Regions from separate parts of the Mus musculus genome. Here region 1 is linked to region 2. A link is a contact called in public Hi-C data. All regions are on one chromosome and are shown on one strand. Each heading gives the region's core, a stretch centred on a gene start, on an enhancer-like site or on the middle of the called end of the contact. The rest is flanking DNA. Distances are from core to core; before and after follow the strand shown. Region 1 overlaps Zcchc7 (zinc finger, CCHC domain containing 7). Region 2 overlaps Zcchc7 (zinc finger, CCHC domain containing 7).

Region 1 (2,918 bases), core at 158-2,657, 97 kb before region 2:
CCTGGGCTGTTTCCCTCCCTCCCACGTGCAAACAGACACAGGAAAGATGAGGACTCCTCAGGTGAGCAGCATGTGGATGGTGCTCGCACGTTTGGCAGGTCTGCTTGGGGAGCTGACAAAGCCACCCAAGACTCCAAACACATGCTCGGAACACATTAAAAGGAAGTTTCTTTTTTTGAAAAACGTGAATAGAAAAATGTCTCCATTGTTGGTGACTTTAAAAAACTTTTTTTTTTTTTTTTAAAGAAAAGCATGGGATGTTATATTTACCCTGCCTTACACCTCAATCCCAAGGTAAAAGATATTTGAATGGCTGTAGCTTTAGCACCTATCTCCTGTTCTCTTCTTCTGGACTGTCAAACAGTAGTTCTGAAGTTAGCTTTAGTCTGCTGATATTTGGGGCACCATTCTGTGGCAAAAAGCATAGAATTTTTTAGATGATAAAATTCTGATTTGCTGTAAAAATCATTCTGTGAAAACTCAGCAGTATACTTGTAGGCTGATGTTCCCAGGTAAGGAGAGAATGTGGACCGGGAAAACGAATGGAGCACTTGAACTGCAGTCTGGAAGACTCCGCCATTCAGCGGGTTCAGGGTTGTACTCTTGACTGCTAGTCAACACTGACCAGAAAGGAAGACAAGGAAATGTATTTTTCTTCTCTTCCCTAGTTAATAAAAATTTCCATTTTTGAAGTATAAATTCTAAGCATTCCAAAACTTAACCTCATATAAAAATTATATCCTCTTCCATATTCTGAAATTTTTAGTTAAACTAAGAAGTAGTAAGGTTGTAATGCATTTTAAATACATTAAAAAACAAGCACAAAATTAAACATAAAAGATGCATTAACCTTTTTGGTTCTTAATATATACAGCTTTTGAATTGCAATTTTCTGATTACTTTTTAAGTAAACACGATAAGAATGTCTAATGCATGTTAAATTATAGTTTCTATCAGAGAAAAATACTATGGGCTATATAACTCTGTGGGTGCCATATTAGCCTAGTGTTTTTGCTATAACATAAGAAAGGAAGAGATGGAGAAAGGACTTTCTTTTTTCATAGGGAAATAATCTACAAGGAACTATGTGAATGAAGAAAAAGACAAGGCTTTGCTAAAAATCTGAAAGCAGAAGTTACAATGTAAAGAATAGGGTTATATGATTAAGACATGTAAAAACTTTAACTTTTTGAGGAAGTAAAAGTGTTAGCTATTGGAGGAAACTACATAATTGTTAATTTTCCCGCCTCATGTTTGTCTCCAGATCAGCAAAGATATCAAAAGGCTTGCTTTTTCTTTTTTTTAAAAGGAAGTATAGGTAATTTTTAAATAAATTCTCTCACATATGTCTCCAGATCAACAAAGACATCAAAAGGTACATTTTTTTTTTTAAATTAGTCATCGAAATGGATAAAGAAAAGCAGTAGAGCCACATGCTGTGCTGGGGGTGTGCTTTAGAGTCTCAGTATCACTGTGTGTCTTTTGAAATGATGGATTTGCCTTTTATTAATGCATTCAAGTCAAGTTTGTTTAAAAGCTCTTTATTTAGATATAATCTATTAGAAACCTCATTTTACCATTGATATTACCGAAAATAATGAAAACTTCTCTTTTGAAATCTTATTTCACAATATTGTAAGGAAAAATTGAAAATTCCTAAGTCTATGTTACTTATCTTCATCTTTCTTGCATGTTTATAAGAGAGAGGCTTCCTAGACCCGATTTTGTAGCTGCTTAAAGTGTACTTGTTCTGGAAATGATCCTCCAGATCTTATCAGTTGGGAATCAGGCACAGCAAGTGAAAAGCACTCAAATGTCAACAGTTCCAAACACAAGTTCTAAAAGAAATGTAACCCCAAAGTCCAGTGCCTTTGGAGTTAGAAATAGATACTTTGTGGTCAGAGGAGAAGTGAATGTATCACAATGATCTCTCGACCTTTACAGCCTTAAGCAGGCTGGTTGAAATGAGTACATAAGAGGCAATTCAAACTTCCTTCCTTCTGTGGCCACTGCTGTGACTGATGCCACTGTTCACATGTGAGGGCTACTCTGAGTCAATAGATGGCAGTCCATCGCCTAGTAAAAGGGCTGAAGATGGCTAAAATCAGCATGCAGTGTGCTTTCACTCAATATTTAATACTGCTTAATTACAGGCATTCAAATATTGTCCATATACTGATAAGGCAATTTAAATAATTGGAAAATGATTATATTTTAGATGGATTGATAAAAGTATTTACACATTTATAAGCATACTATTGTTGTAGTTATTCTTGCATAATAACTCACTGTTAATTAAAACCTGATAGTTGTGAATTACAATGATTACTTCAACATTTTCTGAAAGAAAATCAACCAGGTTTCCATATAAAGAAAACTTCAAATTGAATTTGTTATTCTTACAGATAGAATATATTATATTCTAATAAAGATGAATTTATTTTGTTTTCATTTTTAAAGATCTCTATTCTTTTTATAATTTGTTTCTGAAAAGCTAAAAAAATACTCAACAAACCTTTTAACCTTCTGTTACATTTGAAGCTAATTTTTATCATTCAATAACAGTCACATAAAAATTCTTTAAATTAGTGGAAAAGCTAAAAGAGCTACAAAGTCAAATGTATGATGGTATTACTTAATAAAAGTAACGAGTACTGCCACACCACTATACAGAGACTCTGAGACCTTGAGAGATACAAGAATAATTCTGTTCTTATCAGGTTTAGGCTATAAGGGCTTTACCATTATTATGTTACCAAAGAGCTGCTACAATGCCAAAATATAATCCACTGACTGCATTTGTCACATATATGTATATAATATATAGACATGTATATGACTTTTATTTAATATAACACTAAAGTTTTAGATAACCCTGCAGATATACTACTATCCCTTGCACTGTGGCCCGGGCAGAC
Region 2 (2,787 bases), core at 196-2,695:
TGGGCACAGACCTGCAATCTTCTGCTTCTGCCTCCAGAATGTAGAGACTACTGCTATACCCAACCACTCACACAGCTTATAGCTCTTTTGTTTATTGTAGAGAAAGAGTCTGGTTATACGGCTTAACCTGTTCTTGAACTAAGTAGCAAAGGCTGGCCTTGAACTTACACTCTCTCACCTCCCAAATGCTAAGAGAACACATGTACCATAATGTCTGGCAAACCTATAATTTGCAAAAATTATTCTAGCTATAAAGTTCTAGAAGCAGGGAAAAACAAAAGAGTCTCAAGGGCAGCTCGGGAGGTTAAAGACTGATTTTGATCTCAGGAACCTACATGGTAGAATGACAGAACCTACTCCTATAGGTGTCCTCTGACTGCCACATGAGTGCTATGGTGAAGTAGCCCCACATATATGCATGTGCACACACAAGCAAGATAAGTGATAAGTAAAAGTAAATCTAGAAACAAACAAAACAAAATGACACCAACAAAGGATTCGCAGAATTGATACGTAAGCTGTGTCTCTGGGGTTGAAAGCTGCCTTTTTCAGGAAGAGCATGCACGATAAGCCAAGGAAACACACTGAGACAATGTATGACAACATGAATGGGCCCTACTGATTCTACAGTTAGTGGGAAGTCCAATATGGCTGTAGAAGACGGTATGGTATTTTGAGGAAAGAGACAAAAGGCTCAAGATATAACCTTGAGCTTTATTATGGAAAACATCTATAGCTTTCCATTTGGTGGAAAATTCTGTGAAGAACCCCCTTCCTTATCTACATAGAGTTAGTGTCAATGTCCCTTGCTCACAGTTTAAATGTGATACTGCCTGAAGCAGACAGCCTCTGTATTCCCATTTTAGAACATGTGGCTACTATGTCAGAAAGACAATCATGCTCTCTCTGGCTCTGATCCTACAAATCATATCCTTAGGATTTTTCAAACAAAACATTAAATATGAACTTATTAAATACTGAATAGGTATGTTGATTTCTCAAACAAAAAGGGTTACCAAGTAAGAAGTAAAAGCCACAATATTCATTAAAAGGATGGCTTGCCTGAAATTATTAGTTTAAAGCAAATTATATTAACAGTGAATTCTGAGAATAGCACCTTTATCGACAAATTTACATTTCTGAATTCAGGCTTTGGAGGCTGTGGCATTTTAAAAAAGATTTCATTGTGCATTTCCTGCCAACTATATACCACTTAACACAAGCGCCATCGAGTGCTTTAAATAATACTTTCAATAATGTGAGCTCTGTTCTTGTTATACTTTGCTGTAACTTCCTGTGTCTCTGACATATTCAAGAAGTGAAGCTCATGCATAGCATGTTTATATTATCCTCTCCTTAGTGAAAGCTCGCAGACAATGTCAGGTCTGGAGAGATAAGAGCTGCTCCAGGACATGAATTCTCATGAGGATTAGGCAACCACCATCTGGGGCTCCAGAGTTTATCTGTAGCAGCTGCCTTCAAAGTATCACATCAGAAGTGGGGGAGACAGTCTAATGCAAGAGTGTTTAACAAGTTGCTTCAGCCTGGCTTTGATTGTTCTGGATTGCTTTTTCCTCCTTATAAATAGAGTAAAATACTAACGTGGTGACCACTCCCTCCTTAAACACAACAAATTTAAAGTAGTGTGATATATTAAAATTGGCTCTCAAATGTTTGCTAATATCAAATATAAATACTTAATATGCCACCAATGTGTAACAATAAAATAATAATTAATCCTTTTAATAATTATCCAATAATGACCTAAAATTGTTTTAGATAATTAAAGATTCCGTTTTAGGACTATCCTAGGTATCTGGTAAAAATTCTTCTTTCAATGCTCTCAAGAAATGTTATAACAACCATAATATGAAACAAGAAAGCTTCTAATCAACATTCATATAAAACAACAAGAGAACTTAAGTATAAAACCTGCTGGAGAAGAAAGTTATCTTTAAATTCTCAGTTTTAAATCGCATCCTACTAAAGCCAAATGTCATATTTACCTTTTCTAGTGCCAAAACAAAACAAAAAGCTAGATATAAAAACAATAATAAAAATTAAATGAACATATATTTAATACAGTGGTTTTACAGTCGCAAAACCACTATCTCAATGAATTTTGCCTGATTCTTTAAATTAGGTCCTTTTTAATTTCAAATGTCCATTTATCTGGTATAGAACCTTAAGTAATATTTGTTCATGTGAACAACGCTTTGCAAAAGACTTATTGTGAAAACTAAATAGACAATATTGTTATCAGAGAGCTTAAAAAGTAGCTGTACCTAGAGATAAACTTGCATTATAATATGATGACTAATACTTCCTTCTTTCATTAATCACTACAACCTATTTCTGCACTGGATAGTGTGAGCCAGATAAACAAAAGGCAGAGAGTTTAGGGTTTGGCAAAGACAATGTTAGAAGATGATATGGTTTTTGAGATTAATTCCAGAACCAAAAATACTAGATATATTTGTATCATAGTTTCTAATACAGCATCCTACTCTTCCTCTGGAGGTACCTTCACAGTTCCTTCACTGAAATCAAACAGGTAATTTGAACTCAACTCATCTACTACACTGAATCTTCTTCCAACCTCCCTTTAACTGTCAGTAGTGGATAACATTTAAAAGTCATTTTAAAAAATGCAACTTCTTTTACTTCTTTCTTGGTCAGTGTTTTTAATTATATTATCAAGTCCTAAGAGACTTTTACTTCAAAGTTATTTGGGTAATATTTACTTTCAATCCTATAATACCAGTCTACTATAAACTACCTCTCAAA

What was found. Hi-C and Micro-C count contacts between places; a contact is called where the count stands out from the background.
Region 1: a contact with region 2 is called in a Hi-C map of pre-B cells, with 2.0 times the contacts expected there. The contact joins two enhancer-like sites. A contact is called at or near these places in 1 of 15 datasets of contacts at CTCF or cohesin (large pre-B cells), 5 of 484 Hi-C or Micro-C datasets (B cells, the C10 cell line, conventional dendritic cells and 2 more), 1 of 115 datasets of contacts at active chromatin or transcription factors (embryonic stem cells) and 3 of 9 other capture datasets (adipose tissue, liver and pancreatic islet).

Annotation. Positions count from the first base shown.
Region 1 is chr4:44,909,385-44,912,302 of GRCm38.p6, reverse strand. The region is part of intron 6 of Zcchc7 (zinc finger, CCHC domain containing 7); the gene reads right to left. Among named protein-coding and RNA genes, the nearest start is that of Gm12678, 33 kb to the left of the region's middle. Within about 2 kb of position 1,407, at least 18 of the 459 cell types and tissues checked have an H3K27ac peak or open chromatin away from gene starts, as enhancers often do. A contact at or near this core is called in pre-B cells, where this site is marked.
Region 2 is chr4:44,812,594-44,815,380 of GRCm38.p6, reverse strand. The region is part of intron 2 of Zcchc7 (zinc finger, CCHC domain containing 7); the gene reads right to left. Among named protein-coding and RNA genes, the nearest start is that of Zcchc7, 57 kb to the right of the region's middle. Within about 2 kb of position 1,445, at least 25 of the 459 cell types and tissues checked have an H3K27ac peak or open chromatin away from gene starts, as enhancers often do. A contact at or near this core is called in pre-B cells, where this site is marked.